Regions from separate parts of the Oryctolagus cuniculus genome. Here region 2 is linked to region 1. The links are chromatin contacts, called in public Micro-C maps. All regions are on one chromosome and are shown on one strand. The core of a region is the stretch at or near the end of the contact, and the rest is flanking DNA. Distances in the headings are between cores, read along the strand shown. Region 1 holds the start of PPFIBP1 (PPFIA binding protein 1). Region 2 overlaps PPFIBP1 (PPFIA binding protein 1).

The links. Hi-C and Micro-C count contacts between places; a contact is called where the count stands out from the background.
Region 2: a Micro-C map of ear pinna shows a contact between it and region 1, with 2.7 times the contacts expected there. The contact joins the enhancer-like site here to the promoter of PPFIBP1 in region 1. A contact is called at or near these places in 2 of 6 Hi-C or Micro-C datasets (ear pinna and psoas muscle).

The regions. Positions count from the first base shown.
Region 1 is chr9:124,654,141-124,659,279 of mOryCun1.1, forward strand. It overlaps PPFIBP1 (PPFIA binding protein 1), which reads left to right and starts at 3,107. Exons shown (of 29, transcript XM_051850901.2): 1 at 3,107-3,333.
Region 2 is chr9:124,726,021-124,731,266 of mOryCun1.1, forward strand. All of the region lies in intron 2 of PPFIBP1 (PPFIA binding protein 1), which reads left to right. It overlaps LOC138843890 (a long non-coding RNA gene), which reads right to left. Exons shown (of 2, transcript XR_011379042.1): 1 at 4,595-5,246. Among named protein-coding and RNA genes, the nearest start is that of C9H12orf71, 13 kb to the right of the region's middle. Within about 2 kb of position 2,186, at least 1 of the 8 cell types and tissues checked has an H3K27ac peak or open chromatin away from gene starts, as enhancers often do. A contact at or near this core is called in ear pinna, where this site is marked.

The DNA of each region.
Region 1 (5,139 bases), core at 1,857-4,356:
AGGAGGGCAGACTGGAAGGATGCAAGCCACAAACAATGATTTAGATGTAGAAGGCCCAAATAGCTCTGGAGTCTAATAGACCTTGGGTTGTAATCGCAGTTTCGAGTGTTCTGGAATAATCTGCGTAGGTAGCTTGCCAAGCCTGGGAGACCGTATGTGAAAATGGCACTAATTAATTCGTGCCTTACAGGATGGTGCAGAGGATCAAATGAGACTCAAGACAGAGGTCTTTTGGGGGGAAAAAGTCAGAAAAGCAGGCTCTGGCTTGACAGGAGAGGGTTCTTTCACGACAGGTGCTCCTGGACGCCAGGTGAATTCAAGCAGAGACCCCTTAAGGATGGCTGCAGGGGCATTCTGCCTCCCATACTTGATGGGATGTTGTTCGGGGTGCACTGCCAGTCCTGCTTTTGTTGGTCACTGTGGGGTTTCTCTTGCTTTCCCTGTGTCTTCCTCCAACAGCGACAGCACGTGTACAGTTCCCAGATGCCCAGGGTAAGGCTGACCGTGGCAGTAGCTAGCTGGCACATGGATCGCCAAAGCTACACAGATGTTAGTGCGGAGCCCCAGGAGCGGCCAGTGAGCATTCCCGCTAGGCCAGCTGGTGGAGCCAGGACAAGGGGTGAGCTCTGGGGCCTGCCCCAGCCGCGTTGTTTTGCTTCTGCTGCAGGGTGCTGATCCTGTTGGCGTCTCCCCAGGATAGCCACGGGCCAGTGGTCTCTGTGTGTTTCAATGTTAGGAATATCAGGATGAAGTGGAACTGCGGAACAGATTAGGAGCTGTAACTCCAGCTAAAAGGAGGGGCAAGGTGGCTGATAATCACCCCCCTGCAGGGTTCTCTCCTTGCCTATGCTGTAACCCCTGGCTTGCACAGGACAGCTTCAGGCCTGGCTTGTTTTCAGTTTTCCTTGGGAGTCTTTTGTTTCCTGGACTCTGGTGGCAGCTGTTATCACTCCAGCTGCCGAGGGGATGGGAGGCGACTTCCTGTTGTTATTCTATCCTGCCATCCCTGGGGGAGGACGTTCCCACCCCCACCTCCTGCGGCTGCCTGGCTGTGCCTGGCTGTGGTTGGGCAGAACCTTAGCCTGGATGCGGCCAGCCAGCCTCTGACCAGGGCTGGGCCACTGTTTGAGGAAGACATCTGGGGCTCAGGGCACGGAACAGGCAGTGACAGGCAGGTGTGTCCCCTGGGGATAGGCAAGGATGAGTGGCTAAGAGGGAGGTGAAGTGGTTGGCTTAGAAATTATCTGGGGGACTTTGGGGTTGTTGAATGAATGGTGGGTGGGCGGGGCTCTGGCCAAAGTGCCCCTCCCCCAGAGCGGGTAAGAGAGAGAGAGAGAGAGAGAATCTTCCACTTGTTGGTTCACTCCCCAAATGGCCACAACAGCCGGAGCTGGGCCAATCTGAAGCCATGATCCAGGAGCTTCTTTTGGGTCTCCAAGCACTTGGGCCATCTGCTGCTGCTTTCCCAGGCGCATGAGCCAGGAGCTGAATCGGAAGTGAAGCAGCCGAGACTCGAACTGGTGAGATGCCAGAGCTGCCCGCTATGCCCCAGGGCCAGCCCGAAGCATGTGTCTACATATCTGTACAACCCTAGAAACCTGGACAACAACCTTGGCTCAGGTATTGTCAGGCAACGGAGGTTCTGGATGGACATTTGAGAGACTGCCCAAAGTTCCCTGAAAGGAGGCAGCGAAGGGCCTGAACACTTTGTCTCGCCTTGTAGCACACAACGAAGTCTTGCCAGAAGACCGGATGTTAACTGAACTAGGCTTTGGAGAAGAGTGGGGATTCCAGTTAGGCCCAAAGGTGGGATCTGGGCACAGCCGTGAGATGGCAGGCGTGGAGGGAGAGCTCACAGCTGGGCGCTGCCGGGGCCAGGGAGGAAGGCTCGTTGATGACGAAGCCGAACTCTAGTGGTAAAGATTCAGAGTGGGGGAACCCGCAGTCGGTGGGATGGCGCAGGTGTGACGGATGGCACGGTGGGGGCAGTGTCCGGCAGGTCTGAGCAGAGGCCCCGAGTCCGTGGGTTTCTGCAGCGTGGTGGTGGTTGGAAGCAGGTACACGGTGGACACTCAACACCTGTGATAACAGCACCGCCTCGGAGCCCAACAGCCCTCGGTTTCAACCGTGGTCTCCGAGGGATCTTGCTCCCGAATCCCGGCCTCTGATGCCTCCTGCTCACGTCAGGTTACCAACGCTCAGCTTCCGGGACGACTCGGGGTGGGGGCAGGTGGCCACGCCGCGGTCCACACGCGGTGAACCCGTCGGTCAGCAACGAGCCCTTGTCTTCCAGGAAGACGACGGGTGACGCACTCAGGTCTCCCTTGGCTCGGGTTCCAGAAACATCCCTCGGAACTGCTCAGACGGCCAGGAGTAAAGGCTGGCTGACTGCTATCTGGTGGCGCAGCCGCCGCGATTTCCCTCGGGCGGTTCGTCGGCGCCACGGCCCGGTTCCGCCCCTCACGCCCCCGTGGGTTCCCGCCGTGCGATCCAACCGCAGCCAGCAGTCGTCTTCCCTCTGGGGGTGCGGCCCCGTTTGCCCGGGAAGCTGGCGGGGCGCGAGCGCCGTGGCCGCACGCGGAAGCGGCCACGCGGCCCTCAGGGCCCCGGCGCCCCGGCGGCGGTTCCCCCGCAGACCCGGGCCCGGCGCCCGCCAAGTTTTGCGCGCGGCCGCGCGGGCTGGGCGGGCGCAGGCTCGTCAGGAGGATTCGCGGCGGGCCATTTTCCGCGCCGCCGGGCGCGCACTTGCCCGCGACGCGGGGGCGCTGGCTTTTCCCGCAGCCCGGGGCTCGCCGGGGGCGTTTCGTTTCGTTTCTGAGCACGCCAAGAAAAGTTTGCCGGGAGACCCGCCACCTTCGTCCCCGTCCCGTGCTCGCCTTTCCTTACACATAGTGGGAAAGGCAGCCGCCGCCCCCACCCCGCCCGCTTTTTTTTTTTTTTTTTTCCATCAACACCCACTTCCAGCTCCAGTCTTGCTCGGCGAGGAATGTATAAAATTAGTGGACTCCTCGGAGTGACTCTCGCAGGGCCCAATCAGCGGGGGCGCACGCGCGCCGCTCCGCCCCCTGCGGGCGCTCGTTGGCTGCCTCCCGCGGAGGGGCGGGGAGAAGGCGGCAGTGGGAGGGGGAGGTACCTGGGTCTGGGAGTGATGTCAGCGCCCAGCTCGGTGCCTGCCCGGATTCCTGACATGGTGTAGGGCGGACGGGGTGGGGAAGCGACCGGAGGACTCGCGCTCCGCCCGCCTGCGGCCGCACCGCGTGCCGGGCTTGGGACTCCGAGGGGAGCTGAAGCGGAACGTGGGGAAGCCGGCGCCCGCGCCTCGCCGCCCCGCAGGTAAGGGCGACCGGCGCGGCTCGGGACCGGGGAGGTGGCACCGTTGTGTGCTTGTAGCAGCAGCTACAGCTGCTGCTCCTCCTCCCCGGGCCGGTTTCCTTTTCCAACTCATTCCCGTTCCCTTGGAGGGCAGCGGGCACTCTGTGGGAGTGCTCCTGGGGGCTGCAGCTGAGCCCCCGTGGCTCCCGTGTGTCTGCCCGGTGGCAGTCACCCCCAGGGTCGGACGTGCGGGGGTCCCGTCCGTGTCCTTACGCGCCCACCCCCAGACCCCGGCCCCTGGCCCCTCAGTGATGATAGGCGAGGACCCCAGGGAGCGCAGTGAGTTGCTGGGTGGAGGTGTTTAAGAATGCCACAAAAAGTTTATGAACCGCTGACTCCAAAATTAGGCTTTTGGAGAAGCAAAGTTTTTGCCCCCCTCCTTAGTCCTCCTGTGGCCTGTTACGTATCTTGTAGATCACTGTAAAACCCGGATTTGTGTAGTCCAGGCAGGCTGAGAATTTGGATTTGTGTAGTCCAGGCAGGCTGAGAGTGAGCAGCTCCGGGGAAGCCGGCTGCGGGGGGCACGCCCGTGAGACCCTGCCTCCTGCTGGCGCGGTGACCCCGAGGGGCTGGGAGTCCGCGGGGGTCCTGCCGCGGCCGGGAGTGGTGTTTCCAGGGTCCCCCCCTTTTCTTTCTTCAGAGAAGCGAGTTTTCCCAGGGAAAGATGGTGGAAGGTGTGGCATGCCGACCTGGGCTTTCCCCGTGTGGGGCCGACGCAAACCCTGGCTTTCGGGAGGGTGCGCACAGCACAGGGGCGGAGAACTTGGTTTTTAAAGTCCAAGTTTGCTGTTGAGGGAGAGCCGCTGCCGGTTAGGAGGAGAAGCCCGAGTTTGAGAAGTGGGAGACCATCGTTCTGACTGGTGTTTCCTGCGTGTGCCCAGGGCATGATTGATTTTTTTGGGGGGAAAACTGGTAACTCCTGCAGGCTGCCCATCCAGAACCCTGGCTTATCCTTGCTTTCAGGCAAGGAAGAAACAGACCCACCTGTGGGCTCAGTCCGGTTTCCCCTTTCTCTCAGGCGGTTCCCCAGCTGTGGGAGCCTCTTGCGGCCAGGTCTGCAGGAAATGAGCCTGGACCTCATTGTGAGTCAAACGCCACCCGCCCGGCCCCTGAATGCAAAGGGCAGATCCCAGCGAGGGGGAGAAAAAAGAAGCCACAGCCCGGAGTCAGGAAATGCGACCGAGGACTCTTCCTGGGGTTCTCTCTTTGAAGTCCCGGGGACAGTTGGTTGCAGGGCTGGAACGAAGTGTTTTGCTTCCCTGTTGTTTATGGCACACCTGGGTCTGTATTGTTCTTCCTCGCTGAAAAAAAAAAAAAAAAGTAAAAGCCTGGGTAAAGATTTGCAGGCTTTTTTTTTTGAAAAGGCAGTGAGTGCCTTAAGGGGAAAGACCAGAGTGTTTTCTTTTTGGCTTTGTGTTTTGGAGGAGCGCACAGAAATTGCTGATGGCTCTGCAGTAAGGGTGTACTTGTGTTCTAGGGAATGTACTTAAAGCATCCTGTATTTTCCAGTGCATGTTTTCAGTAGGAAGGAGATGGGGGTGGGGGTACCTGTGGGCTTGGGGGCGCTCCCTGCAAGCAGCTGTTTGTGCGTCCACGCTGCAGCCTGTGAACCTGGGAGAGTCAGCTGCAAGAACCAGTCAGGTGAAGGAGATGTTATCTTGATGGGCCGGGTTTTCATCATGGCTTTCTTTCCAAGAAGCTGGTCTTGGTTTGGGGGCTTGGCTGTGCCACAGTCCTAAGTTGGACTCCCAGTTTGAGTCCCAGTGA
Region 2 (5,246 bases), core at 936-3,435, 71 kb after region 1:
GTCTGGTTTCGTCTCTGCCTTGTTGTCATTAAGCCCAGGAAGCCCGTGGGTGAGCTGGGTGTCCCCGCTCCGCCTGGGAGTGCGGTGGTTTGCAGGCAGGTAGTTGGTAGCTACTGGGTCCTGTCCTCCTGTCCAACTGTGTTCATTACTTTCCACCCTTCTCGCTGCTGTCTTGACCTCGCTCATTATTATTAAATGCAAGTTGAAGATTTCTGTCTCCTGTCATCTGTTGTGGACCAAACACTTTAATTTAGGCAGTTTCTCCTAAAAAGTCTGAAAATGCTGCGTGGGCGTGGCTGACTCACGTGGATCCCTGTCAGGTGTGTCTGTCGGGTGCTTCCTTGGCTTGTTACAGCTTGAGACGAGATGGACATGACTGTGTTTTCATCTGTCACTCGCGACATTTTCCTGGGCGTTTATTTTCTTCTGGGGCTCTCTCCTCCTCCTAACCAATGTCCAGGCTCATCTCAGCGATCAAACCGGGCTTGGGTTGGGCCTGCCCAGCCCTTCCTTCTGGCAGCTGCTGCTTGTGTGAGTGTGGGTGGAGACTCAGGGCTGCTCCCAGCTATTTGCTCAAAATGCCCGGCCAGAGCCATCACAGTCTTCATTCTCTGTCACTTTTGCTGTCTTGTCACCTCTTAGGAAGCCAGCTGTTAGGGATTTTGATTTTCCTGCTTTGTGTATGAGACCTGAGTGCTGGAGGGTGACTGTGGACAGAGAGAAAAGACTGGCTTATACGTTTAGCCGACAGTTGAACACGCGATATGTGTGTGCCCGCACACACTGGCCCTGTCACTGGACAAGCGCGTTTTTCCCCCTATGTCAGCAGGTATTGATATATTTAATTAGGAGGACTAAGTAGCTTAGATGGCTCTTGGATATATGATTCTGACAGTTTTCTAAGAAGGAGGATGAGAGTCCAAGGGAATTTTGACTCTGCTTGGTGCATCTGTGGTTTCGTGTGATGTATTCCAGGGAAAGCTGGGTTCTCGTACCAGCATTCCAGGGAGCCAGGTTCTCCACTGCCTTGGGCGTGGGGAGTGGGGGAAGAGATTTCAGCATTTCTTAGATCCATTATTTAGCAGTAGACCAAGGTTCTGTGCATGATCATTATAGAAACCAGGCTGGGTCTGCAGGGCGCCCCGTGTTCCCTGCATGGCCTGGGGCTGGCTGCCCCAGAGTTGCCAACCCACAGTGGCTTTAGCCCAGAGGAGACTGCACTTAGGGACGTTGACAGCCGTAGTGACAGGATCCACGACGGCTCCAGGTTCATGCTATAATGTTCTGTTTCTGTTGCAATAGTTGTGGCAGCTTTCAGATCCAAAGAGCCTTGTCAGCTTTCTGCGCCTGTCACCTTGAACGGAGATGTGACCCCTTGCCAAGCACAGTCCCCTGGGAACACAGCAGGAACTGTCTTGGGGTTTTCTTCTGTATTTCAGATTGCACCATCAGCTTGTGTCCTGTGTGTTTCATGTTTTACTTTATTCCTCTGCCTTTGCAGCACTAATGATGTGCTTGGCTTTTAGATGCTAGGCCATTTGATACTGTGATATAAAGACATGTTGCAGCGAAAGGTCATCAGCTGTCTTTTGGGCTATTCTGGGCATTTTGTACTATTTTTATTTTGGATCTAAGTTTCCTGGCCTTTGGTTTCTGATGGGCGGTTTCTCCTGGCTTCGGCCTCGGCCTCTCGGCTTGCTTGGAAGCTGTCGAGCCGCCCAGCCCTTGGATGACTGTTTTGTTCCACAAAGAAACATCGCCTCCACCTTGGGGAATTCAGAAGCCGCTGGATGGGGCTCTGTGTTCCTGCTGCTGGTTCTTTGTGCTGGGAGCTCCCGGAGAGAGAAGCTTCCAGAACACTGGCCTCTGGGAGTGCTTCCCGCTTGGGGAGGTGGACGAAATGTGACCTGCAAGGCGTTCTCAGACGCTTCGGAGGATTTGCTCTAGTGACAGTCTGATTCTTTGTGAATTTCCAGAAATTCAAGAATGTGTAATTTGCTTAGAAAAATGGATGTTCGGTTCTTAGAGACCTGGGTTGGTTACTGTTCTTAAGAGGCATTTCCACCAGGTTGGACATCTTGAGGGTTTGGGAAAGTTAAAACCCAGCCCCCAGGCAGGGAGGAGCAAGAGTGGCAAGAGACAGTGGCAGCCTGCAGGAAACCCCAGGGCCACTGCTCGCGGTGCCCCTGGCCTGCAGGCCCCTCTCCCACCTTTCCCTTGGTAGCCAGCAGAGCAAGCTCCTCTTTGCAAGCCTGCAAGTGATTCTAGCAGGACAGGAAGTACCAGCTGCAAGGAGCGATTTGGGGATTCCGAGTCTGTTTTAGCAAGTGGGCAGCTTCACAGATACCGAACTCTAAAGTGTATAATCCCAGTGATTGTGGCAGGATACCCTGCAGGCCAGTTCCACAGGACCTGTGGAAAGCAAAGCAAGGGTCTGGAGGAAATTTAAAAATTTGTTCTGCTAAGTTACTTACTTACAGACAGAGAAGGGGGAGGTGGAGATCGAGATGAAGAAGTTTCCCATCTACTACTTCACTCCCAAAATGCTTGCAACTCAGCTAGTCCAAAGCCAGGAGCAGGAAGCTCAGCCTAGGGAGCCAGTTACTGAAGCTGTCACCTGCTGTCACCTGCTGTCACCCAGTGTGTGCCTTAGCAGGAAGCTGGAATCAGGAATGCAGCTGGGACTCCAGCCCAGGCACTTCAGTGGGGGATGCAGGTGTGCCGGTCAGCAGCTTAGGTCCAGTACCAAATGCCCTCCATCCCCTCCCCAGCCCAAGTGCATTTTCTTTAAACAGCCTCATGCAAGCTGAAGACCATCACGCTGAACTTGCCTTCCCGGTGGTCATTTGTTGTTGAACAAGTGAGAATCAGCACTGCTGCCAGGCATTGGCCCCTGGGAGAGCGGAAGCTGCCTCTTGTGGCCTTGACTCCAAAGGGGACCTCATCTAGTGACTGGGGACTGAATTCATGAATGAATGAAAGAGCAGGAGGCAGCGCCTGGTGATGCCTGCTGGAACACTGCCCGGCGTCTTAGGAGTCCGCTGTGCCTCTTAGCCTTGATAATTTCTCATCTCGGTGGATGTTAAGTTAACCGGGGGAAATGGGTCCCAGAGGACAGGGCAGCGGTGCCTTGGAGCTGGTGCAGCAGGGAGGGTTTAGCAGCTGGCCTGACCGTGGAGGGGGAGTGAAGCAGCTGCTCAAGGGCCGGTCCACAGCCGGCTCCTCCTGGCCTCTCACCCTGGAAACAGCCCGCAGTGTTTTGGTTTTTGTTTGGCTAATATTCCCGCTACCAACTTCTCTGCTCCAGCCCCATCCTCACGTTGCCTAGAGAGCAGATTGGAACATCTCTTTCTGTTGCTTCAGCAGCGGCGCTATCTCGGGCTTCCCGCCGTTTCCCGCCTGTGCAGACTCCGCCTGGCTGTTGCCTCTGCTAGGGCGAGTCCCAGATCCTCCAGCTCTGGCTCAGAGCACAGCTGTGGCTGGCAGATGCCTGTCTCGCTCACAGCCTCTCCGAGGCAAGGTCTGTTGGACTCCTTTTTGCGCTCAGCCTCTGTATGTGGGTGGATGAACCTAAATGTTATCTGGGGGACTTAGAAATGCAAAGGCTTTAAAACAACCTTTTGAAATCAAAAGAGAAGGTAGGATATGCTTCTACTCAGATAGATAGAAAGATGTGCACATGCTTTTGTTTACTGTGTATTGTATAAAACTCAGCAAATTTTGCACTCAGAAAGCATCTAAGCTGTGCTGTGTTTCCTGTCTCTCAATGTAAATATCCAGGGACCAGCCATTCTGAAGGTTAAGGTTTTGTAAAATTTGTTTTCAAGATTTTTGTCATTTACTTGAGAGGCGGAGTTACAGAGAGAGAAAGAGATACAGAGAGAGAGAGAGGTCTTCCATTCACTGGTTCACTTCCCAAATGGCTGCAGTGGCCAGAGCTGAGCCAATCCGAAGCCAGGATCCAGGAGCTTCTTCCGGGTGTTCCTCATGGGTACAGGGGCCCAAGCACTTGGGCCATCCTCCACTGCTTTCCTAGGCTGTAGTAGAGAGGTGGATTAGAAGAGGAGCAGCCAGGACATGAACCAGTGCCCACAGGGAATGTCAGTGCCACAGGCAGAGGCTTAGCCTAGTACACCACAGTGCTGGCCCCTGAAGGTTAAGTTTGAAGAGAGGGAATGCCTTCAGTATGACATGTTACCTGATGAAATTGTTTCCTGCATGTTAGCTATTCATTTTACCACGTGGTTATCATGGTGCTGCTGTGTTCAGGAAGCTGGTCCAGGGGCTTTGGGACGTACAGAGATTAGAACAGGGACTTGAGAACAGGGAGAGAAAGAAAGACATGGATGCACATTGGTCTAAGTCTGGATAAACTGTGCGTTCTCTGCAGGTGAGGGGATGTGGTACTGGGGAGGCACAAAAGAACACGAGGCTAATTCTGCAGAGGGCTTTGCATTTCACCGGTTCCTTGAAGGGTTCGTTTGAAAATGGTGGGTAGCAGGGCAGGTGAACGCATGGTTAGGGTTGCTCCAAGGAGAAGGCACAGCATAAACAAAGGCCTGGAGACTGGAAGGCTTGGGAACCAAGTACTTACATGGTTGAGGTGAGAGGAGTGAGGGTGGAGTCATGTCAGGTACATAGGACCCAGTTGCAGAGTCTTCGTGAACTTTATTCTGTGAAAAATACAAAGGGATCGCAGGAGAGCCACCAGCCGTCATTGTATCAGGACTTAAACTCATGTGTGTCCATATATTTCTGTGATTTGTGCCAGGTGCTGCTACTACCTCCTCACCCCGATGCTTGGGGTTAGTAGTATTGGTATTGCGGTTTATAGAAGAGAAAACAAAGCCTGGAGAGCTTAAGGAACTTCTCCAGGCAGTGTGGACCTGGGATTTGAAGCCAGGAAGTGGCATGGTGATTAAGATGCCACTCGGGATACCACATCCTACGTTGCAGTGCCTGGGCTGGCGTCCCAGCCAGCTCTACTTCCGATTCCAGCTTCCTGCTGATGCACACGCTGGGAGGCAGCGGGTGACGGGTCAAGTAGATGGATCTCTGCCCCTCACGGGGGAGATCAGGATTGATTTCCTGGTTCCTGGCTTTGGCCTGGCCTAGCCCTAGCTGTTGTGGCCATTTGGGGAGTAAATCAGGAGATGGAAGATCTGTTCCCTCTATATCTCCCTCTTTCACTGTCAAGTAAATAAGTCAGTACTAAAAAAAAAATGAAGAAAGGAATTTGTAGGAAA